7 separate regions of the Mus musculus genome follow, and all the other regions are linked to region 1. The links are chromatin contacts, called in public ChIA-PET, Hi-C, HiCAR-type and HiChIP or PLAC-seq maps. All regions are on one chromosome and are shown on one strand. The core of a region is the stretch at or near the end of the contact, and the rest is flanking DNA. Distances in the headings are between cores, read along the strand shown. Region 1 has its middle 13 kb from the start of 1700016G22Rik. Region 2 has its middle 87 kb from the start of Gm40659. Region 3 has its middle 47 kb from the start of Gm40660. Region 4 has its middle 34 kb from the start of Gm35615. Region 5 has its middle 10 kb from the start of Gm40660. Region 6 has its middle 53 kb from the start of Gm35615. Region 7 has its middle 4.1 kb from the start of Gm40661.

Region 1 (3,135 bases), core at 442-2,941:
ATTGGGTGGAGATTTATCAGATCAAGAAAGCCAATGATTGGCAAAAGATGTCACACATTTAAGGTTAGAGACCAGAAACCCTTTCCATTTGAATCATCTGAGCTCTGGGGGGAGGGGAGGGGCACAACTTAGTTACTATTTGCTAACTATTGAATGCAAGATATAATTTTCTAATTAAGAATATTTCAGAGGTAAAAGTATTGTTCTAAAACTGTTATCTTAGTGACTATTATGATTATTATGAGTGTTCAGTGGGTAAAATAGTTCAGTTATTTATGTAAAAATTTATAATGTTTAATCTATGTTCAACTTTTTTGTCTGTTGGATTAATTGCTTTTGATTGCCAATTATCATACCTGCAAAGTTTTAATAGACAAAGGTAAACTTCAGATTATGCCAGGTCATAATGAAAAAAAATCAGAATTTTAGTAAAACTCTAGTATTTAGTAATGTGTTAAGAATTATATATAAGGTTATATTTATGTTTTTGTGTATATACACGTACATATGTAACAACAAAAACAAAATAAATGAGGTTATCAATTTGAGACTGAATGGGTTAGAAAAGAAGAGTTTGAGAGATGTAAAGGAAGGAGGGAAGTGATATATTTTAATTAAAATATTTTTTGAAAGTTTATCGAGGGTCTGGAGAGATGGCTCAGCAGTTAAGAGCATTGACCCTTCACATAGCAGCTCAGACCCATCTGTAACTCCAGTTCCAGGCTTCTGACACTCTCACACAGACATAATGCAGTCAAAAAAGCAATAAACATAAAATTATGTTCAAAATCAGTTTATCTAAACAGACCAGGCTCCGGCTAAGTATAGAAATGTTAGTATTTAGGGCTGAGAGGTTTTCTATCTGGACTCCAATACCCTAACCCATCCCCTTTAAAAATAGTAAACATATCTTCTATAGCTTATAGCAGTCATTTGATCCTAACATTTGTGAAAAACCTGTTTTGCAACATTTTAATAATGGCTTATCAAGAAATTCTTTCTTATTTGCTAGAATGCATAAATTAAAAACCTGAAAACAAGCATGGTTGCCTTGCGGTAGGTTTTTTTTTTTTTTTTCAAACGAGCCAACAAAACGGAATATAATATATGATCTTTTCTGGTCTAGCCCAGGCTGAGTCATTTCCTGTTTCAATAACAAGGATGTCATCAGCTAAACTCCAAGCAGCACAGTTTGTCACTGTGTGTGGCTTTATTTGTACATGTTGCTAGAAGGTTCTTAAGGAGCGTACACTCATTATTTTAATACCAGAAAAGAACCTTCCAGTGAGCACCTTTGGCTCTGGTTGGTGCTTCTGTATTATTTATGCTATAGCTAATCTGAGTGGGGAAATGAATGTATGCCCAGCTACATACAGTCACACTCGATGACACCGTAATTCTGTCTTGGGAATTCATAATTTACTCAGGTCACCAAGGTAGTTCACTCCAGTGTGGAATGTTTACCCAAATGTTGAGCTCTGGGCTCCAGTGCCAGCGGATATCAGAACTGAGAATGGTAAGGTCCGGATGTTGCCTGGATTTGCTGGTGTGACCCACACAGCAGCCACACTCCTCTCTGATTTCTTTGTCTAAAGGTTCTAAGATTCTTTTCCTAGAATCACAAGAGGGAGTTTGCACTGTTTACATGGTCAGCGCTCAGCGCACAGTGTTCTCTGAGTTGGTCCCGCTGAGACCCGTCGCCATGCCGATTGTAAATGACTCATCTGCATGAGTCAGCGTCTTCAAGGCGAGATGGCTATCTATTGCCTTTGTGCTACTATTTTTCCCAATTGGTGTTGTCCAGCAGCTGCAGATTCCAAACTATGTGCCTGTTTCTAGAATCCAGGAAACGTTGTTCATGGTTCAGGCAACATCCCCGCAAAGGGTAGGAGGCACAGGATTTAGATTTCTCATCAGACCCCTTTAATGTCTTTCTCAATTGACTTGAGTACGTTTCTCAGTATCAGGGGAAGCATTTCAGGAATTTTCTAGGTCTTACCTGTGAGAAGCCATTCTGATGACTCACAGGGATGGGACATTCCCCCTAGATTAAGGATTAAAGCAAAACAAAAAGAATCCTATTAGAAGAGGGGATTTCCTGGTGAAAAGAGAACCCTAAACCAAAAGACACCCACTTTTGTCTGAGCTTAAAAATCGTATTGCTTGTCACACAGAGCAGAAGGATCTTAAGGATCACACTTTCAAACCCTCATAGAGAATTATATTATGACTCAATTTCCCCTCCAGTGTATCTTAAAAATTCATCAGAGTCTAACGATACAGGCCTCTTTTGGTTGCAATAATTAACATCATATTGGCATTCAGTATGACTCTAAGTTCTGCATAAGTGTCTAAGGCGGTGATAGACAGGGTGGAATTGCTAAGTAAATGTTTACTGTAGGTTATAAAATATGAATAAAATGGGCATGGCTGTTTTCCTGTTACTTGCAGCCCCGGGGTTACTTTCTGGGTGAGCAACATGTGACCACCTCTGAATCAGTTACAACTGTAACTGTAAGCCTCATGGACTGAGATCCTGTGGATCTGACTCCTCCATGAGTTGCTAGGCTTCCGTTTCATAAACACCGTTGAAGAATTAGTTGCTATGTAACTTCCAACACCCTTGGATTAGTCCCACATTCTCCTAGGGGAGGGTGATGCTCATATTGGGGAAAAAAAACTCTTTCTAAAAAGGTGGCCCATCTTCTGTCCATGGCCACAGACACAGATTATTCCCAGTCTCAAAGCTACTATTTGGGGATAGAGAAATAGTTTGATTTCAGTCCATTTAAATGGTGTGGTCCCTCATCAGCAGACAGAAGCAGTCCCATGAAGAATGGAAGAAATGCTAAGACTACCATGGATTACTTCCATTTACCAAGAGTTTACAGGCAGAGCTTCAACCAGGCTACTCATTTCCTGCTTTGCCTCCAACAGAACCGGTTCAATCCTGTACTTATCTCCACTTCGTCCTAGCCCTTCAGGCTCCCTCCTTGGTGGTCAGGGTTTTGCATTCAGAGAATTGACCTTTACCATACATCAATTGTTAACTGATAAGGAATTCAAAAGACTTCTTAAATCCTTAGCTTTCAGAGCTGTGCTGAGACCACTTTCAGTCTTAAGTCTCTTTACCCA
Region 2 (3,135 bases), core at 251-2,750, 500 kb after region 1:
CTTGTCTCAAGTTAAAAGCTTGAATCCCTACTCTGTCTCTCTGTCTGTTCCCGAGTCTGTGTCTGAGTGTGTGTCTGTGCCTGTGCCTGTGTCTGTGTCTGTGTCTGTGTCTGTGTCTCTGTGTCTGTGTCTGTGTCTGTGTCTGTGTCTGTGTCTGTGTCTGTGCCTGTGCCTGTGCCTGTGCCTGTGCCTGTGCCTGTGCCTGTGCCTGTGCCTGCCTGTGCCTGTGCCTGTGCCTGTGCCTGTGCCTGCCTGTGCCTGTGCCTGTGCCTGTGCCTGTCTCTGTCTCTGTCTCTGTCTGTCTCTGTCTCTCTGCCTCTCTCTGTCTCTCTGCCTCTCTGTCTCTCTGTCTCTCTGTCTCTGTCTGTCTCTCTCTCTCTGTCTCTCTCTCTCTGTCTCTGTCTCTGTATATTAGTGATGACTGGGGAAATGGGACAGGAGTTTTGGAGAGCAATCACAGCCATCTAGCCATCACTGTTCAGGCTGATGATTTGAATACCTGAGAGAGACACGAAATGATTAACACATAATACTATAGACGGTAATGGGTATACCACTTCCTGGAAAAGACATCATTCATAGGAAGTGACCACAAGTCTTTGTCAACTGATTCCCATCCCTGGAAATATCCAGTGAGTGAAGTTCCAAAGCCTTCAGAGTTTGGTCAGGCATGACAACTCTTTATTTGTTGCTCTTAACTCTTGTGATGGACACAAAATCCAAACAATAGATGTCTGTATGCATTAGATATTTTTGTTCACATGTGATGTAAACACTACCTTTATCATTTTAAATAAGGGAAATTAAGACTACAGCTTAGCAAGAAAAGACAATACCTTATCTAGCCTCCTGAAAGTTCAACAGTTTCATTACCATATCCCACTGTATCATAGCTATTAAAAAAAAAAACAAACAGAAAATACAGGCTTTTAATATTGTGGATAGGATTGTGAAATCACAAACACCCCAGTATGTGATGAGTGCTGTGTGTAACAAAGAGGCGCAGCCGCATTTCTTCACTTTCCATCCTCAGAACAGTCTTAAATTTTAGCCTTCTCTAGAAGGATCTCCCTGATCTTGGAAGAACAAATATTCTCCTGGATTAATTATCTCGGAGGAAACAGTTTTCCAAAGGGAGCCTATCATGGATTGATTTTCTATGTTAATGAGTTATTTATTTTCTCATATATTTCTAAGTCATCTCCGTAAACATCGCTTAGTTTGAAGAAATGAGGAGTTTTTGTTTATTGTAGAAAAGCACATTTTTAAATTACATGCATTTTTTCCCTTTTTGGGTGAGGCAAGAAGGAAAGAAGGAAAACCATAACTTGTTTACTGCAAAACAGAATGTTCGGTTAACTGCCCAAATCAGAACTTTCCCGTACTGACTTAGGAATGAGGGCTGATCAGTAATCTTCACCAAGTTCGGAGGGTTAGAGGTGACTCAGGCTCCATGAATGTGTTCTGGTCTTATTTAAAGAAAGGCCCCTGAGTCATGTGGAGTTGTGTCAAAATGTGTGGTATGTCATGTTATTTTAAAAAGACAGCTTGGGGAGAGGAAATTGAACTATCTTTTTTTTTTTTTCCAGGGAACTTTGCCCTCTTGTAGAAGTCATTTCCCACACATCTCACTTTCTTTGCAGTCAGGCTGTGGTGTATTTTTATCGTAGATATATCCCTAATGACTTCTCATGTCGAGCTTGTGTAGTGAACTATTTTTCATTAATATTTATCCTCAGCTGCTGTTAAATGCATTGCTTACAGCTGAATACATTTACCATCGATCTACTATCATTTGGATGTCTCATCCATCTGAAAGGATGGCTAAACACATATATTTGTTATTTTTAACAATAGGAAAAAATTCACAAACCTAAATGAGTTTCAGTTATCTTAGCTAAGTAAAATTTGAAAGTGTCAATCTTGTTTGTATTCAGAATTTTTAAGTACATGTAAAAATTTTTTAGAAATGTAAAAAAAAAATTAAATTAAAAAGTATAAATACCCAAAGGACTGCCAGGGGAGGAAAAGGCAGCTTTCTTTAGAGCTGTAATTTGTGGTTGGTTGACCATGCTTCTGTGCATGTCCCCACATACATGTGCATGTGGAGAGCACAAATTAAATTCAGTGGCTTATTTATATTTAAAAAAATAAGAAGACGAGGAAAATGAAGTTGCAAGGATGTCTGTGTGGATCCAGGAGTCTAATGGAGAAATGGGACAGAAACAATTCCACATGTATTAAATTCTTAAAGGGTAAATTAAAATATATAAAAATAGATGGGCAGAGGGGAGGTATAGGGGATTTTGGGATATCATTTGAAATGTAAATGAAAGAAAATATCTAATAAAAAATTTAAAAAATAAATATGTAAATTTTAAAAGTGTAAAAAGTACTTTGATGAATAAAATTATACTTAGTTATGATGAACTGTAACTTTAGGGTTCATGATCAAGTATGAAATCTTGAATAAGGGCTTGTCCAAGTATGTGAGCTGATTTGTTATTATAAATCCACTTTTGCTTTTGAGAGTCTTTCTCTATACAACAGGAATAGTATACATTTCAACTCCAGTTTGGGTAAATTGCTTCTGGGTCTATTATTCGGTTCAATCAACCAAATACTAATTAAAGCCATCCCATTTCCAAATCTAAAACACTGAGTCAGGAAACATATCCCTATGTTCAGCTTGACATGCTCCATTTCTTGCTTATTTTCAGTCTCAATACAATGCCCTAAAGATACACTGCCATTTTACCCCTATTTTTGCTGATGAAAACTGGCCAGACATGCAACTGCTTGGGTGTGAATCAGTCTACCACAATTTGAGAATTGAGTCTAACTACAGATTTCAATGGAAATGAAATAATTGTAGTAGACTTTTAGGGTTAGCAGGAATCTTGATCGAATTCCCATTGGTGGGAGTTGCATGTTAGAATGTGGTACTGAAGTCCTGTGACAGAATAGACTCTGCCTACATTGGACTGCAAGAAAGGCTGTCAGAAGGCAGGACTCTATGTTCATATCCTCACCAAAATTTGCTCACATATTCTAATCCCAAATTCCTGGACCCAACTGGTTCAGAGTCATTGTTCTAATTTTAATTAAAAAGGCCCTTTACGCTCTGGAATTTAG
Region 3 (3,135 bases), core at 420-2,919, 440 kb after region 1:
GGTCTTCTTTATAGGTCTGACAGAATTTTGCACTAAACCCATCTTACTTTTAATGGCTGCTTCTATATCTTTTTTTCGGGGGGGGGATTTTTTTATTTTAATCAGGTGTTTTTTTTTTTTTTCATTTGTTACAATGCTATTCCAAAAGTCAAATATACTTCTATTTCTTTAGGGGTTATGGGACTGTTTAGATGTTTATCTGATACTGATTTAACTTTGGTACCTGGTGTCTGTCTAGAAAATTATCCATTTCATCCAGATTTTCTATTTTGGTTGAGTATGGGTTTTTGTAGTAGGATCTGATAATTTTTTGAATTTCTTTGGTTTCTCTTGTTATGCCTCCATTTTCATTTCTGATTTTGTTAATTAGGATAGTGTCCCTGTGCCCTTTAGTTAGTCTGGCTAAGGGTTTATCTGTCTTGTTGATTTTCTCCAAGAACCAGCTCCTGGTTTGGTTGATTCTTTGTATAGTTCTTTTTGTTTCCACTTGGTTGATTTCAGCCCTGAGTTTGATTATTTCCTGCTGTCTACTCTTCTTGGTTGAATTTGCTCATGTGTCATGACCTCAACCTTTAATGATTTTAACACTTTGACTTACAATATAAAGTTAATTCCCAAATACCTACAATTTCTATATTATATAATTTATACATTGGTCAAAGAAAGTCACTTAAACATATCAAAATCATAGTAAAATGACTAGTTTTACTTTATTGGCAATTGGTGACTGCAACAGTTAATCCAGTCCTGAAATAATTTTTATAAACTCCTGCGTGTATGTGTCTGTCTCTGTGAGTGAAGGAATACTACTGACATAGTACGTTGGTTGAGATGAAACACCATCCTTGGATGTCATCATCTTTCAACTTTCTTTAGACAGACACTGCACACACTAGGTTACCTAGCTCATGAGCCTCCATAGATTCCCTTGTCTTCCACTCCCATCTCTCATTAGAAGGGCTGGTAATACACAGAAACATGCTTCTATTTCTAGCTTTGTGTGAATTTTGGAGATTTTTACTCAGATTTTAATCCCCCTGTGGCAGGTCCTTTTACCCACTGGGGTTTTCCCCTAGCCCTTTGAAATTATTTTCAATAACCATGAAGTAACATAAGATTGATAAATCAGGTTGAGAATAATCAGTGAAATCTCTGCTTATATCTTATTCCTTCTAATTCATACACACATTGTTTTACAGATATCCCTCCATTAGAGTCTCCTGATAGCTGTGCATTGTCCATGTTTCATAGGGGAGAAGAGGCCTCCAACCTATGTCCATCAGATATATTCTTGGCTATTCAACAAAATCTAGTAAAGCTATTCCCCAGGGGACAGTGAGTGCTGGTAGGGTCTCCTGCCAGAGATGTCTGTACTCACTCTGTTCTTGGGAGACACTGATTTACCTATAGGATTCTAGAAACTAGAATTTGAGAAAATATAAACTTCGTGCTGTGGAGTTAAAACTGTGCCAAGAGAACAATATACTGGTATGTATATGGAGCTTTTGTGAAACCTCCCTATAGAACAAATTAGCATGACAACTACTGAACTTCCTCTAAACCAAGTCCTTTTTAGGCAAGGAAACCAAAGTTCAGAAAGGTTGCTCCAGTCACTTCTGATCATACAGGCCAGTTGTGAAGTGAGAGGCTTTTTCAGTTCAATGTGCTTGTTATCACACAAGGGCAGGAAGTCGGTCATATATACGAAACCACTTTACTTTCCATCAGATGTGCTTTCTGCTTCTCTGAGATTCAGGTAAAAGGAATGAACCTTAATGTAGTAAGCACTTATTCACTAGCAAAATCATTTAGTGGCAACTACTGATCCTTTGAGGGAAAAAAAAAGTCATCACTGTGGTTACATCCACTCAACAGAAAGGTGCACTTGGACTGGGTGACAGGGGGATGTGTAGACCATCAGCTTCTGCAGGAAGTGCTTAATGCTGTTATTTACTAGGTTACAGTAGCACTCACATGAAACGAAGAATCTAAAGCTCATGAGAAATTTGCAGTGGCGTGCCTTGTAAAATGTGCTGGGAGCAACCTAAAGGAAAGAAAAGTTATTGAAAACTGGGAGTCCAGAAAGCAAGAGGAGTTCTTTTTTTGTTGAAAATAGATTTCCTATCCTGTCTTTTTTTTTCTGTTATTCCAAATGAATTTGCAAATTGCTCTTTCTAACTCTATTAACAATTGAGTTGGAATATTGATGGGGATTGCATTGAATCTGACGATTGCTTTTGGCAAGATGGCCATTTTACTATAATTAATCCTACCATTCCATGGGCATGGGACTGAGCAGAGACTGAGCAGACAGTGTTCAGAGCAGAGACTGAAGGAAAGGCCATCTAGAGACTGCCCCACATGGGGATACATCCTATATACAGACACTAAACCCAGACACTATCACAGATGCCAAGAAGTGTTTGCTGACAGGAACCTGATATAGCTGTCTCCTGAGAGACTCTGCCACAGCCTGACAAATACAGAGGCAAATGTTCATAGGCAACCATTGGACTGAGCACTGGGTCCCCAATGGAGGAGTTAAGAGATAAGGCTGAAGGAGCTGAAGGGGTTTGAAATGCCATCGAAAGAACAACAGTATCAACCAACCAGATTCCCCAGAGCTCCCAGGGACGAAACCACCAATCAAAGAGTACACATGGAGGGACCAATGGCTCCAACCTCATATATAGCAGAGCTTGGCCTTGTTGGGCATCAATGGGAGGAGAAGTCCTTGGTCCTATGAAGACTCTAAGCTTTAGTGTAGGGGAATGCCAGGGTAGGGAGGCGGGAGGGAGGGTGTGGGTTGGTGGGTGGGGAAGCACCCTCATATAAGTCAGGAGAGGAAGGATGGGATAGGGGATTTCTGGGGGGAGGGGGGGGCGACCAGGAAAGGGGCTAACATTTGAAATGTAAATAATGAAAATATATATATAAAAAAATAAAGCAAGAGGAGAGGATGGGGCTTGGCTCATAGCTCAGTAATAAAATGCTAGGCCCACAAGCATATGAGCTTCAGTGCAAACCCCAGTGCCAACTTAAAAACAAACAAACAAACAACACATAAGAAAACTAAGCATGTTTGCAATCTCTTGTAATTTTAGCACTGGTGAAGGTGAAACAGGGGAATTATGG
Region 4 (3,135 bases), core at 381-2,880, 410 kb before region 1:
TCTGTAATGTTCTCCCCATGAGGTCAAGATTTTAACATGTAATCCAATGTTTGTAGCACCATGCTGAAGGCTAGAAGTTTTTATAGATTGGTACCTGAGTTGTGGAAATAGGTTACTATGGAGATACTCACCACCCTTGATTCTCATCTCATTTCCTCCACTATTTGGTTAGGTATTGTTCTAGCTCAAATTTTTTTGTTGCTATACCAATAACCTAGCCAAAAAAAAAATCACTTAGGGGAAAAAGAGTTTATTTAGTTCACAGTTCCTGGTTACAATCCATCATAAAAAAGAAGGCAAGGTGGCAGGAATTTAAAATAGCTAATCACATCCCATCCACATTCAAGAGCAGAGAAAGTATCAGTGTAAACATGATTCTTCATGCTCAGCACCCTTGCTACACTTACACAGACAGAACCTCCTGGCTATAGCATGGTGCCACCCACTGTAGACTAGGTCTTTCTATATTAATTAATAATTAAGACCCTCATAGACATGCCCACAGGAAAACAGATTTAGAAGATTTCTAATTGAACCTCTCTTCTCAAGTGATTCTAAATTATGTCTACTAGGCAATTAAAACTGTGACAGCCCTCATGTAAAAAAGCGTTTGCCACATGCCACATTGTTATGAAGTGCTTGAGTCCTCTGAAATCCTGAGCAAAAATAAACCCTTACTTTAGGTTGTTTATGTCAGGCTGGAGTGATGACTCAGTGGGTAAAGTGCTTGGTTGCTATATAAACATAAGGACTTGGAATTTAGATCTCTATCACCCATGGAAAGGCCAGGCATAGCAGCACATATTTCCAACCTAATTAGGAGTCAGAGACAAGTGGACTCCAGGAGTTCACTGTTCAGTAAGCTTAGCCAAACATCCAGATCAAGGGTCAGTGAGAGACTTTGTTACCACTCCCTCAAATAAGGTAATGAGTGATAGAGAAAGATAACCAATGTCAACCTCTTTTCTCCAAATGTGCATGCACCACACACATACAGATTTTTATGAAAAGTTGTTTCTGACATATATTGGTCATGATGAGAACAGTTAACTAATGTGAAGGTTAACACATACTTGCTTACCTCATTTCCTGCCTTTCAGGAGTCTTATTCTTATCTTGTTGGATAGAAAGCAGGACATGACTCAATGGTAGTGTGGTTATATTGACTTTAACCTAAGTGCTATGGAGGTAGTCCAAGGCAGAGGAGTAATTCTACTAGAGGAATTATACATATTGGGAAATAGGTAGGACATGAGATATTTCTCAAGTGACATATAATCAACTCCTCAGATGATGTCACTGGATGAGTATTCAGATTTCCCATCAGGGGATGGATCCTACACTCTATATTAAAAAGTAATGTCAAATCCCTGTGGTCTTACTTTCTACTATTCTCAATGCTCCCATGGCTAGATGAAATACCATGGGTAGCCAATAGTAGTAGCGATGTGTCTCTGTGCTTGAACGCTGTTTGAAGACAAACCTTCTTGAAGACTTTGTATGAGCCTCTGCAAGGGAAAGGTCTGGAAAGACAATTATACGCAGTGCATTTCAACCCATATGGCTGAGTCATGTAGAGAAAAGGATCAAGGTCACATTGTGGGGATATCCCGAGGTGCAGGACAAGGAAGTTAAGTCCTCTTCCTTTCACCCAGCTGGCTCATTCCCAAGGCAGAATTGCCAGATGGATGAACTCATACAGATCTAAAAGGAACCATACAAATGGTTGTTTTATTCGCAGTCATCAGATGTCAATTTCACCTCTCCTTATACTTCTGTCTATAGATAATTTGAACCATTTCAGGTGATAAGAGGCCTGTTAAAACCATTATGTTGTTGTTGTTATTGGGGTTTTTGTTTGTGTGTGTAGTGTGTGTATGTGTGTATAAACTGTAACTCATTTATTTTCACAAGACATTACCCATAAATTGTGTATTGAAATCCTATGGGCAAAACTCCCACTAGAATTTGCCTCCCTTGGCAGATGAGTAAGCCGACACATTGCGTGCTAACCTCATAGTTTTCTCTTTATAGAAAAATCAACCCCTTGGGGGAAAGCAGACATCATGCCTCTTGTATCCTCAAATCCTGAGAACTCGTAGGCCTGAACTAAAAGAGCTGGAAGATCCATCTTGAGGAATGTCTATGACCTCTTGGTGTTTGTTCTTTGGCTGTCAGATTTGTAAATACCTCCACAGTCTCACTGATGGAGTGCATCCTGCTTGTTGCTGATTGTGGACTCTGTGTGACAGGCCTGCTGAGAGCTCACTGAGAAGACAGGAATGTGTTAGGGAGTCACATTATACTTAGAACATTACACGTGTCATTGTACCTCAGTCTAAATACAAACTCAGGCTCCTAACTTTATCCAATTTCTACAAATAAATACATTGGTTATTTTTCTCATTCCTCTGACTACAAAACTATACAAAAGCAACTTAAGGGTCAAAAAGATTTATTTTGGCTCATGGTTTCAGAGAGGAAGTTCATCATTGGCAGGAAGGCATGGAAAACTAGTTCAATGGATGTGGGAATGGAGAGCAGAGTACTTCAAACATGGTGAAGCAAGAATCAAAGTATCACCTTTAATGTCTTGTGCTTACCAGATAGGAACAGCACCCAGAGGATCCACAGTCTGTCAAGGAGCATCACCCACTGAGGACCAATCACATGCACCCATTGGAGGCAGTTTGCATTCAAATCATGAAGAGAAGGAAAGCAACACTTTTCTTGGGTTTGGTGACCTTCTAGAAGTTTCACAGGCTCTAAAAAATGAAGTTGTAATCCTACTTATTTCATCTAGCTTGGAGTCTGCCATTTGCACTGGACAGCTCACCTGTCTCATGGACACCACAGCAATTTTGTTTCCTCTGCCTATTAGCCTCAACATCAATCTCTTTCTCATGCCTTCCTGTACATCAAACTCTCTACCTCAGTTACCTTCTTCTCTGGATGGGAATCTAGGTCTACTCCTTATTGTCAATAGCTTGAATCTGCTTTCTCTCCACTTTCTCCCTCATTAACAAGACAATGTGGTCAATATCTCTTTTGCAAGTTATTAAGGAGATGAGATGAATTGCTTCTTATTAACATTGTGTGTACAGTGTTAGTATGTAGTGCCCATGCCCTGGTGTG
Region 5 (3,135 bases), core at 187-2,686, 400 kb after region 1:
AAACACCCATGGAAGGAGTTACAGAGACAAAGTTTGGAGCTGAGATGAAAGGATGGACCATCTAGAGACTGCCATATCCAGGGATCCACCCCATAATCAGCATCCAAACGCTGACACCATTGCATACACTAGCAAGATTTTATTGAAAGGACCCAGATGTAGCTGTCTCTTGTGAGACTATGCCGGGGCCTAGCAAACACAGAAGTGGATGCTCACAGTCAGCAAATGGATGGATCATAGGGCTCCCAATGGAGGAGCTAGAGAAAGTAGCCAAGGAGCTAAAGGGATCTGCAACCCTATAGGTGGAACAACATTATGAACTAACCAGTACCCCGGAGCTCTTGACTCTAGCTGCATATATATCAAAAGATGGCCTAGTCGGCCATCACTGGAAAGAGAGGCCCATTGGACTTGCAAACTTTATATGCCCCAGTACAGGGGAACACCAGGGCCAAAAAGGGGGAGTGGGTGGGCAGGGGAGTGGGGGTGGGTGGATATGGGGGACTTTTGGTATAGCATTGGAAATGTAAATGAGCTAAATACCTAATTAAAAAAAATTAAAAAAAAAAACAAAAAAAACAATAGAGTACAGGTAATGCTAAATTATGTTGAGGGTTCAACAAGTAGAAGCTGCTGTTAATTTGATGATTAGATGATTATTAAATAGATTGACTACTGGTAGCTGTGGAACAGGCATTTGTTCTGAGGCACATCTGATGTGGTCCTTTGGGACTTTTGTCATTTTTCAAATATATTCCTAAGTGGTCAGGTTCTCAACATGGAAACGTGAACATTGGGGATCGTTACCAGCATTTTTCGTGGGCTTGCACACAGGTATGTCTATCAGCTCTGGAAGAAAAAAGTCTAGTAAAAGAAACAGAGGATTGATTCCTTGATAACTCATTGCAGGGCTAGCAGAGTCTCGCCTAAAGAATGTTGTAAGCACTCACTAGGCAGCAAAACATAGCTATCTCATAAACAAATTTGTTTTTAATTCCAGTGCTTGTTCTGTGGTATTTTTCACAGCTTGATTTTAAGCTATTTTATGTTCCTTGACTTGGGCAAGCCACTAAACCAGACTGGTCTAGCTTGCTTCATAACGTGCTTTGTAACTTGTTTTGCAGGCTCCTAAATACATATCATTTCTGAATATTCACAGAGAGAAATTTCAAGTTTTACTGGGCATACTCAGAAGAAAAAATGATAAGAATCTGTCTTGTGTGTAGCAAGATCTCAGCAAAGTGACAAATGTCCCATGGCTGTAATTCAGTCAAAGGTCCTTGGCAAGGGGTGACTTGGGTCTGGCTGGCACATCACATTTTAGTGTCTTAGCGGGTGAGGCAGAGCTTTTACAAGTGTGACCGGACTTTTACTAAAGGAAAGGCTTTACTCAAGGAAAGTTATTCAGGGAAACCTTTTACTTCTTCTTTTCATTCCAGAAACTGGAAGAGTGCTAGGGTGTGGTGTTGACTCAGTCAGTTGCAGAGTTGAGTGTGTTAATGACTAAGTCCAAGTCTAAGCTCAACAGGTCCTGACATGCATTGAGATGGAAATAAAAGCTTTATTTACAATTAGTCTCTGAATAACAATTTCAATGAGTGCCTTCTTTAATTCCCAAGACTGTGGGAATCGGTACTGAAAGCACTATTGCATCTGGGGGAAAGAGGAAAAGTGAAGTAAAGCCAAACCAAAATGGAGGCGTTCCTTTTATGCCATCCTTCTGTGCCTAGAGAAGGACATCTGAACAATGCCCACTTCTCTCTGTATTTCTGCATTATCCTATAGGACTCCTATTTTATTTTGCTTTGTTGTGATTATTATTGCTAAAATATGTTTCTATTCCAATTTAAATATTAACTAGAAATTGAATTTTTAGAAATATATTCTACTCTTATCTTACTCCAAAGGCTTGAAGGTACTTTCTATTGGTCCATGACTTCTTAAAATTCTTTGAGTCTCCACCGTGGCATCATCTCTTGCACTGTGGCTCAGAACACAAGCCAATTCTGAGATCTCCTTTCACGGGAAGCGAGGAAACCCTAACATGAGTGGCCTTCTAGGAAAAGAGCCTGGGCTTTCCCAAAGCTTTCTGTTTCTTCCCCAGAAATTGTATCACTTATAATTTTTCCAGACATCTCATTAGTGAAATGAGTCTGATATATGAAGATTCAGGATGCTGTTTTCCACAACATATAGCCTGCTACACTGGATATACTGGGTAGAACATCTCATGTGTTAGGATCTAAGTTTCACTGTGTCCTGACCACAGATTGTAATCTGAGAATTAGGGTGAAGTTGCAACTTATAAAGACAGAATGAACCTTGGTGAAAGCAAACTATATTTTCAGAGGGGCTTAGGATCCTCATATTTCTCACTGGGATAAAAATAACACTTATTTCCTGTGTCCTTGTTCTGATTAGAACAGCAGAGAGAATGTAAGAGAAAACCTTCCTCCAGATGTGACATCTAATGTTCTTGTTAGTTTATCTTGTACATAGTTGAGTCACTTCATCTCCAGGGTTTGGATGCTGATGGTCTACTTGAGATTTACCTCTCAGTACTATGTGAAAGCTATTGAATATAGTACTCACTGTCAAGGGCATTGCAAACCTGTAGATCATGATCTTGATTTCTAGCTCTGCTATTTCTCCTGTGATTTCAAGAATATGGCATAACTTCTCTAAGCCCTCTTTCTATGTTCTAAAACAGATTCTATTATAATTCTTAATTTTTTGAGGAAGTGAAAAACACTTTAAAGAAAAACAGCAATGTATTTCAAGTTCCTCTTCAATGATTTTAGAAGCAAATATTCCATTTCCTTGCTCCAGAAAAGCTTCCATTTCATGTATACCTGCCCCTGTATTCAATCTTGCTTGCTTATTAAACAGAAATGAGACTTCGTTCACTAGCAAGTCCATTTTCTCTTGTGCCCCTGTGTCTCATGTCTTTTGTTTTTCCCCTGGGTGTGGTCTTTCAAACTGACATTCTCAACTAACCATGGATTCTTCCAGACAGAGATCATATCTCAGCAGCTTGTAAATGCTGAACAAACATCAAACTCTCTTTTGACTCATAGCCTCTGTTGTCCTGTCCACCCTTTTTCTCATTTCTAGTTCACATACAAGTTCCTTGAA
Region 6 (3,135 bases), core at 248-2,747, 390 kb before region 1:
GCAAAGAGAGGCCCATTGGACTTGTAAACTTTATATGCCCCAGTACAGGGGAACGCCAGGGCCAAAAAGGGGGAGTGGGTGGGTAGGGGATTGGGGGGGTGGGTATGGGGGACCTTTGGGATAGCATTGAAAATGTAAATGAGGAAAATACCTAATTTAAAAAAAAATTCTCTGTGATGTCTGCGGTGGGTAGTAAGAGAATGGAAGGCATTATAGCTTCTACAAGCTACACTTCCTCAGCTCAGCCAACAGTTGCATTTAGTTTTCAACATATGATTAAACATAGTCACATTTTGAGGATCTGAACTTTGGGAGACATCTCAGTTTGGAAGACCCAAACCTCTAATCCTCCATTCTTCATTTATCAAGGGGTACATCACTGTTTTAACACACTGAGGTTTGGCAGTTCAATTTTGTTCAGGAATAAAGCATTGATGGATGAGAAAGCTACTTCCCCTCCTGGTGAGATGAATATTCCATCTTTTTATCACAGTTAACAGAGTTCATCTGCATCCAGATTTCAGGTCTGGTCTCTAGAAATGAAGGAGGTAGCTTGCATCTCTTCTGCAGAGAGTTAATTATGTCCTGATGGTGCCCAGATGCCCAGTACCCACTGCATGCCTACTGTAGTGCTGTAGATTTACAGCTTGCCTGCCCTTAAAAACCACACCTATCATTGGCTTTCAAGATTGTGGGAGAGAACACTGTCAACATTTCATCACTTAGCAAGAGAAGAAGGATGACTCTATGTCGTATACATTTTGTCCTTTTGTAGCTCTTGCATAACTGTGCCTTACTCAAGGAATATGTGGACTTAAGGACTGACCACACAGCTAAGTTGGTCTTCCAGTTATCCGAGTAGTTAGAGCCCCTGGGAGCTTCTTGTTCTTCTGGAATGTTCTCCTGATTCACAGGGCAAATCAGACCTGATTATGAGAGTTGGCCCTATTCTATAAGCATGACTGTAGAAGATTTGCCCGTAAAAGTACAGGTATGCAGTGACATCCAACCTGGAAATACAATAAAATTAACAGCAATGTACTTTCCCCAATGCTCTCATTTTCATAATGAAAGTTTTCCTGGTCAGAGCTGAACTAGGACATAACAGAGAGGTTATTTATTTATGTACTTATTTATTTTGCTATTTTCTGTTTCCACACAATGATTAATAAAAAGAAGCAGGAAACGTGGCAGTTTCCTGCAAGACTAGGCTACTTTTCTCAGAAGCATGGTATCTTCTGGAATTTAGGGAGAAATTTATGTAGAAATAGGCAGCGAGGTGCATTAGAAGGAAACTTGAGATACCATCTTAACATCGTAACATTCAGTCACTACTAGTAATTCTAGCCATTTAAAACTTTGGGGTTAGACTCTGGTCTTCCTTACCAGAGACGCTGGAATGTTCTCCTAAGCCACAAAGTGAACAAGACCTCTGTACCTGTTTGTTGAGTGACTCATGGGCGGTAGCTGATACGCTAAAGGATGTAGGAAAAGGGTCGGGATGCAAAGGTATGTGGGCTGGCTTCCTGCTCAGCAGGAGTAACAGTACGGACTCTCCTGCACAGCATCTAAGGGATGCTCAATGTACAGTGTAATACCCTAACAGCTTCCAGCAGCTGAAAGGCTGTGCTTCGGGTTGTGTAAGTTCAGAAACACAAAATCTAGCATAATGGTCATTTTCTGACGTCTCCTCCGGATCCTCTTCTTCTTTCTTCTTCCCCCTCCTCTTCTTAAATGCTTTTTTCCATAGAATATATTTTGACCATGTTTTCCCTTCCAGAAACTCCTCCCAGATCCTCCCTACCTACCCAGCAGCCAATACCCATGCTCTCAAAAATATACCTCAAATCTCAGGAAAGACATCAGAATTATTCTGATATTCAATGCCTCTACTACAGTATGAAGCTCAGTTCCACTGATAGTTACCTTTCCAACTTCTTGTCAACCACAACTGACCTTCATTTTTTGAGTGCCTTGTATTAGTAAATTTTTTTGTTTGAAATGTATTTGTTTGTTTTCTCAGTAATGTGATCATAGACTACTTAAAGCAACAGGTTGATTTTATGAAAAACAACAGCAAGACAACCTAACCCATTGATGAATGGGTTAATCATTCAGACATTTCTTAATAGAATTACTTTCTAGTAAGTCTCACATCTTCCTTGAATTTTGTGGAGTGCCTGGTCAGATACTCCCAATGGACTGAAAACACAGCACTGTAGCTTCGGCAACAAAATAGTAGCATGAACTAGGTCCCATCTCTTCAGAAACATTGAATATGGTAGTACAGGATGGTATTGATGTGCATACATCACTAGAGAAACATGATGATTTACAAAGAGCTCTTTTTTTTTTTTTTTTTTTTTCAATATGGAGCAGAAGGCATTATTCCCATATTTGTGGTTTGAGTGGCAGGACCAAGGATATAACTATTCAGCCATAATGTAAGTTTTTTCAAAGGGCATCACTCAAGTAAGTATTTTTGGGGGATGTGAGGGGGGGAACCATGCACACATCATGAAATGTGCACTGGAAGTCAGAAGTGACCTTTTACTTTGATTAAGGCAGCGCTTCCTGTCACTGTCAGCTGTGTAGGTCAGGGTATCAGAAAGCCTGTTAGCCTTTGGGGATTTCCCTGACCTCAACTTCCATCTCACAGTTGGAGTACTGGAATTGCAATCATGCTCTACCAAGCCTACCCTTACCTAGGTTCTTGGGATAGAACTCATGTCCTCAGGATTGTATGTCAAAAATACACCCAGTCACTTTCTTAGCTCCAGTTAGGTTTTGTACATTTCTTCTACTGCTCATTTCTTGAGAATGTAAGTCAGAAGTGGAAATACCAAGGTAAAACCCGAGTTAGAGTAAACTGTGTTCCCAGCTATCATCTCTACATAATTATCTATTTTATAATCCAAAAGATTCTTTAAACTGCCAGTGAGTATATTCTCAGTAGCTTGCTGGGCAAAAAAAAAAAAAATGTTCTTTTCAAGAGTATCTTGTCTACAGTCTTGGCTATTATAACTGCCTTACGCTATAATCATCTCTATAGAACAACATCAGGGGACTAAAGCAGTTGTCTATTCTAAATGCCTGAAAGTGAAAGCTCAAAGCAAAGCTAGACTTGACAGGAGT
Region 7 (3,135 bases), core at 165-2,664, 300 kb after region 1:
CTCTCTGTCCATGTCCTGCTTCCTTGTGTGTGTGTGTGTGTGTGTGTGTGTGTGTGTGTGTGTGCGCGTGCGCACCTGTCTCTTTGTCAGTTCTCCAAGCAGTTTTCTGTTTTTTTTCCTAAAAAGTTCTCTGAATAGCTCACCTCCTGCAGAACACAGGTCTTGTCTTTTATTTTACATTATCAACCCAGTCATTTACTCCAGGTTTACTTTAGATTATTCTATGAATCAGCATCTGGATTCAGAAGTGAAAGCAAGCAAACATTTTTTTTTTCCAAAGGCTGCAAAAGAATTCAAAGATCAGTCTTCCTTTGTTAAACACAAAGGATTAAGTAGTTGGGTGGGTCTCTTCCCTGAAATTACCATTTCTACCACACCTGGGCCTCACCTTTATGTGTCCCAGGCTGACCTTGAATTCAATCTGCCTGCCTTTGTATCTTTCTGACAAGCTGGCTCCTAGTGCAGCTGCCTTTGTTCCTTTAGATTCATGAAGCCCCTCATAATTCATATTGCATTCTTATATTTTGCATAGTTGAGAAATTATATATTTTCAAACTCCGGTATCTAGAGCTCTTTCCCATAGCCTTAAGGGTTGTCTTGAAGGTCCCAGACTTCACCATTTTGCTGAGACTTTAGCCACACCTTCACCTCCTGGTCTCCTGTTGGCTGATCATCAAGGAGTCATTAAAATTAACACAGAGGACATTTCTTGGAGGAATGTGAAATATGTAAATTATTACACAAACAAGCCTTATGCCCACAGTGCCCATCTAGATTCCAGGAGGCTTATACCGGGGCGCTGTCCTGGGGCAGGAACGATGTCACCATGTCACTTTGTCCCCACCAGGGCCATGCTGGACTCTGCACCTTGTGGTCCATGTGTGTATGCTAATACTGTGCGGAAAATGTCCACCATAGCTTTAGTCCTGCGAATATTTTCAGCCTGAAGACCGCTCCTCTACAGAGATCGCTACTACTGAGCTTAGGTAAACCTCTCTCCTCATGTCAGCTGGACACCATCAACTCTGCCTCATTACTTTTCTGTACAGAAATAAATCTATCACCTTGATCAGTTGTATGCAGTCAACTGGTTGTCTTACTGTTCTACTTTACACATGCTGTGCTTGTGGGGTATGGGGGTTTCTCAGAGAGCCTGCTCTATAGGATCCCAGCTTTCTGTTCAAACACCTGTCTTCTCTCATTTCTTCATTACCACAATCAGGTTCGTACTTGGAGTCATACACAGAAGCAGCACTTGGTCTTTGAATTTCAACAATCATAGTGTAGTGCTTGTCTCAACTAGAATATTATAAACAGAGCTCAGAAGTCAATGGTTATAGCACCCTGAACACATCTGGCCTGAAAGTTATGCAGTATTTGGCCTGGTTAGTTCCTGGGAGGTGTTTCGTTTTACCTTGAGGTCCTAAGCCCTGACTCATAGAACTGGAAAGTTTACAAGCCGATCATAAGTGCTTAATGTGTGTCTGCGTGAGCGAAAGTCTCTTCCTGTAAAATCATTTACCAAGGTCTATAAACTGGTTTCTGTGACAGTCAAGTTTCATTTTAATTACTCCCATGCTTGTTTATGCTTTGATGATATTGTTGATTTCTTAATCCACTGGGTCAGAATTTTGCATAATTTGTAATTCGCACTTCATTTCATATTTGTATGTTCTTCCTCCTAATTAAAAGAATGAACATTGAAGAAAAATACCTGGAGGTAATAATAAGAAAACATCCATGGAAACAAGGAACTTAAATGAGACTGTTTGAGGCACTAGAACAAGCAGGAAGTAAAGAATGTTAGTAATTAGCTGAGTGATAAAGTCTCTCATTGCTGCTTTGCCCATTGTCCTTTGCTACACAGGAGGAACTGCTGATAATTGGTAAGCAGCCTTTGTAGACTGCAGAGTACCTAGTTTGCATATAGTTATATACTAATACTCCAATGGGGTCTAAAAAGAACCCAAAGCTCAGATTGGGTTATTTTGACAACATAAACTTCTTACAGTTCTAGATGCTGGAAGTACCACATTATCTATGAGCAAGGACCCTTTTTGGATATGCCCATTGCAATCTTTTCCTTCTATTCTTACCTGATCATCCCTCTATGTACAACTTTTTCCTAACATCCTTTTAATAAAGGCACTAGGTGTATTGGCTTAGGGTCCCACTCTAATGCCTTTTTAAAAATCTTCATTAGCTCTCTGGGTCCACATTAAGTCATGCTCTGATATACTAAGAATTAAATCTTCAACCTAGAACTACACAAGAATACTAGCCAGACCAGAGCAGTCTATTATTACATTGTATATAATTTATATTATAAAGTACTAAGATACATAATATTATCCCCATTTTACTGACATGTAAATTCCGAGTTATAAATTGATAGCTTAGGGGCATAGAATTCAGTGAAATGAAATCAGTCATAAGTGGTGTCATCGTCATCTTCCTAAGTTTTACCTGATCCATCATCTCCCTTATATCAGAGAAAAATAATGTGTGCTTAATATCTTCTTATGCAGAACAATGATAAATATAAACTTAAATTTTATTGGTGTGTGTGTGTGTGTGTGTGTGTGTGTGAGAGAGAGAGAGAGAGAGAGAGAGAGAGAGAGAGAGAGAGAGAGAGAGAACACACGCGTAGGGATCAAGGGACGGTTTTTAAAAGTCAATCATATCCTTGCATGTTGGGTCCTGAGGGTTGAACTGAGATCATCAGCATTGGCTTCTGGCGTCTTTAATTGCTGAGCTATTCCTGGAAAACAGCCTTGCCTTTAAGATGTAAGGTGTTTGCACTTTCAATTCTATTAGGAACGTTTTTTTGTTATGCTAAAGTCATAAAAATTAATAATCAGAACACTTGTAAAAGAATAGCACATATAAAACATTAAGGTGGAAAAATTTAGATTTTCAGAGTGTTACTTAATTTATCTTCAATTCTTTCTATGAAAATCTCATTTTCATTTTTTTTTGATATATCACTTACTAGAAAATAGTTTAAAGTACAATGCTGTGGATCAAGATTATAAGTTTTCATATTCAAATTTATATCTGAACCGATGATTAGACTGCAAGAAGTCTTGTAAAAGGTTAGCCATGTGGGCTTGAGTTTGTTATAATGTATTGGGA

Evidence for each region. Hi-C and Micro-C count contacts between places; a contact is called where the count stands out from the background. ChIA-PET counts read pairs in DNA pulled down with a chosen protein or histone mark. HiCAR-type assays count read pairs that join an accessible place to other places. HiChIP or PLAC-seq counts read pairs in DNA pulled down with a chosen protein or histone mark.
Region 2: an H3K27ac HiChIP or PLAC-seq map of embryonic fibroblasts shows a contact between it and region 1, with 15 read pairs. The contact joins two enhancer-like sites. A contact is called at or near these places in 2 of 39 promoter capture datasets (the 3T3-L1 cell line and hippocampal neurons), 3 of 484 Hi-C or Micro-C datasets (the C2C12 cell line, embryonic fibroblasts and muscle stem cells) and 4 of 115 datasets of contacts at active chromatin or transcription factors (CD8 T cells, embryonic fibroblasts, embryonic stem cells and 1 more).
Region 3: a contact with region 1 is called in an RNA polymerase II ChIA-PET map of memory CD8 T cells, with 29 read pairs. The contact joins two enhancer-like sites. A contact is called at or near these places in 6 of 39 promoter capture datasets (the 3T3-L1 cell line, frontonasal cranial neural crest, hippocampal neurons and 2 more), 1 of 484 Hi-C or Micro-C datasets (CD4 T cells) and 4 of 115 datasets of contacts at active chromatin or transcription factors (CD8 T cells, embryonic fibroblasts, memory CD8 T cells and 1 more).
Region 4: a contact with region 1 is called in a FOXA1 HiChIP or PLAC-seq map of pancreatic cancer cells. The contact joins two enhancer-like sites. A contact is called at or near these places in 3 of 39 promoter capture datasets (liver and stem cell-derived epiblast-like cells), 1 of 484 Hi-C or Micro-C datasets (the 3T3-L1 cell line) and 2 of 115 datasets of contacts at active chromatin or transcription factors (bone marrow-derived macrophages and pancreatic cancer cells).
Region 5: a contact with region 1 is called in a Hi-C map of epidermal suprabasal cells, with 5 times the contacts expected there. The contact joins two enhancer-like sites. A contact is called at or near these places in 7 of 39 promoter capture datasets (the 3T3-L1 cell line, the HPC-7 cell line, embryonic stem cells and 3 more), 5 of 484 Hi-C or Micro-C datasets (epidermal suprabasal cells, nephron progenitors, reprogramming fibroblasts and 2 more) and 2 of 115 datasets of contacts at active chromatin or transcription factors (cardiomyocytes and epiblast stem cells).
Region 6: a contact with region 1 is called in a FOXA1 HiChIP or PLAC-seq map of pancreatic cancer cells. The contact joins two enhancer-like sites. A contact is called at or near these places in 3 of 39 promoter capture datasets (liver and neutrophils), 1 of 484 Hi-C or Micro-C datasets (the N1E-115 cell line) and 2 of 115 datasets of contacts at active chromatin or transcription factors (bone marrow-derived macrophages and pancreatic cancer cells).
Region 7: a contact with region 1 is called in a HiCAR-type map of embryonic stem cells, with 4 times the contacts expected there. The contact joins two enhancer-like sites. A contact is called at or near these places in 7 of 39 promoter capture datasets (the 3T3-L1 cell line, the HPC-7 cell line, embryonic stem cells and 3 more), 9 of 484 Hi-C or Micro-C datasets (the C2C12 cell line, Sertoli cells, cortical neurons and 3 more) and 9 of 115 datasets of contacts at active chromatin or transcription factors (CD8 T cells, embryonic stem cells, epiblast stem cells and 3 more).

Annotation. Positions count from the first base shown.
Region 1 is chr13:5,843,862-5,846,996 of GRCm38.p6, reverse strand. No RefSeq gene overlaps it. Among named protein-coding and RNA genes, the nearest start is that of 1700016G22Rik, 13 kb to the left of the region's middle. Within about 2 kb of position 1,691, at least 292 of the 459 cell types and tissues checked have an H3K27ac peak or open chromatin away from gene starts, as enhancers often do. A contact at or near this core is called in the C2C12 cell line, CD8 T cells, embryonic fibroblasts and 6 more, where this site is marked.
Region 2 is chr13:5,344,271-5,347,405 of GRCm38.p6, reverse strand. No RefSeq gene overlaps it. Among named protein-coding and RNA genes, the nearest start is that of Gm40659, 87 kb to the right of the region's middle. Within about 2 kb of position 1,500, at least 52 of the 459 cell types and tissues checked have an H3K27ac peak or open chromatin away from gene starts, as enhancers often do. A contact at or near this core is called in the C2C12 cell line, embryonic fibroblasts, muscle stem cells and 1 more, where this site is marked.
Region 3 is chr13:5,407,160-5,410,294 of GRCm38.p6, reverse strand. No RefSeq gene overlaps it. Among named protein-coding and RNA genes, the nearest start is that of Gm40660, 47 kb to the left of the region's middle. Within about 2 kb of position 1,669, at least 19 of the 459 cell types and tissues checked have an H3K27ac peak or open chromatin away from gene starts, as enhancers often do. A contact at or near this core is called in CD8 T cells, memory CD8 T cells and thymic regulatory T cells, where this site is marked.
Region 4 is chr13:6,253,981-6,257,115 of GRCm38.p6, reverse strand. No RefSeq gene overlaps it. Among named protein-coding and RNA genes, the nearest start is that of Gm35615, 34 kb to the left of the region's middle. Within about 2 kb of position 1,630, at least 31 of the 459 cell types and tissues checked have an H3K27ac peak or open chromatin away from gene starts, as enhancers often do. A contact at or near this core is called in pancreatic cancer cells, where this site is marked.
Region 5 is chr13:5,443,347-5,446,481 of GRCm38.p6, reverse strand. No RefSeq gene overlaps it. Among named protein-coding and RNA genes, the nearest start is that of Gm40660, 10 kb to the left of the region's middle. Within about 2 kb of position 1,436, at least 40 of the 459 cell types and tissues checked have an H3K27ac peak or open chromatin away from gene starts, as enhancers often do. A contact at or near this core is called in epidermal suprabasal cells, where this site is marked.
Region 6 is chr13:6,235,058-6,238,192 of GRCm38.p6, reverse strand. No RefSeq gene overlaps it. Among named protein-coding and RNA genes, the nearest start is that of Gm35615, 53 kb to the left of the region's middle. Within about 2 kb of position 1,497, at least 15 of the 459 cell types and tissues checked have an H3K27ac peak or open chromatin away from gene starts, as enhancers often do. A contact at or near this core is called in pancreatic cancer cells, where this site is marked.
Region 7 is chr13:5,547,675-5,550,809 of GRCm38.p6, reverse strand. No RefSeq gene overlaps it. Among named protein-coding and RNA genes, the nearest start is that of Gm40661, 4.1 kb to the left of the region's middle. Within about 2 kb of position 1,414, at least 39 of the 459 cell types and tissues checked have an H3K27ac peak or open chromatin away from gene starts, as enhancers often do. A contact at or near this core is called in embryonic stem cells and pancreatic cancer cells, where this site is marked.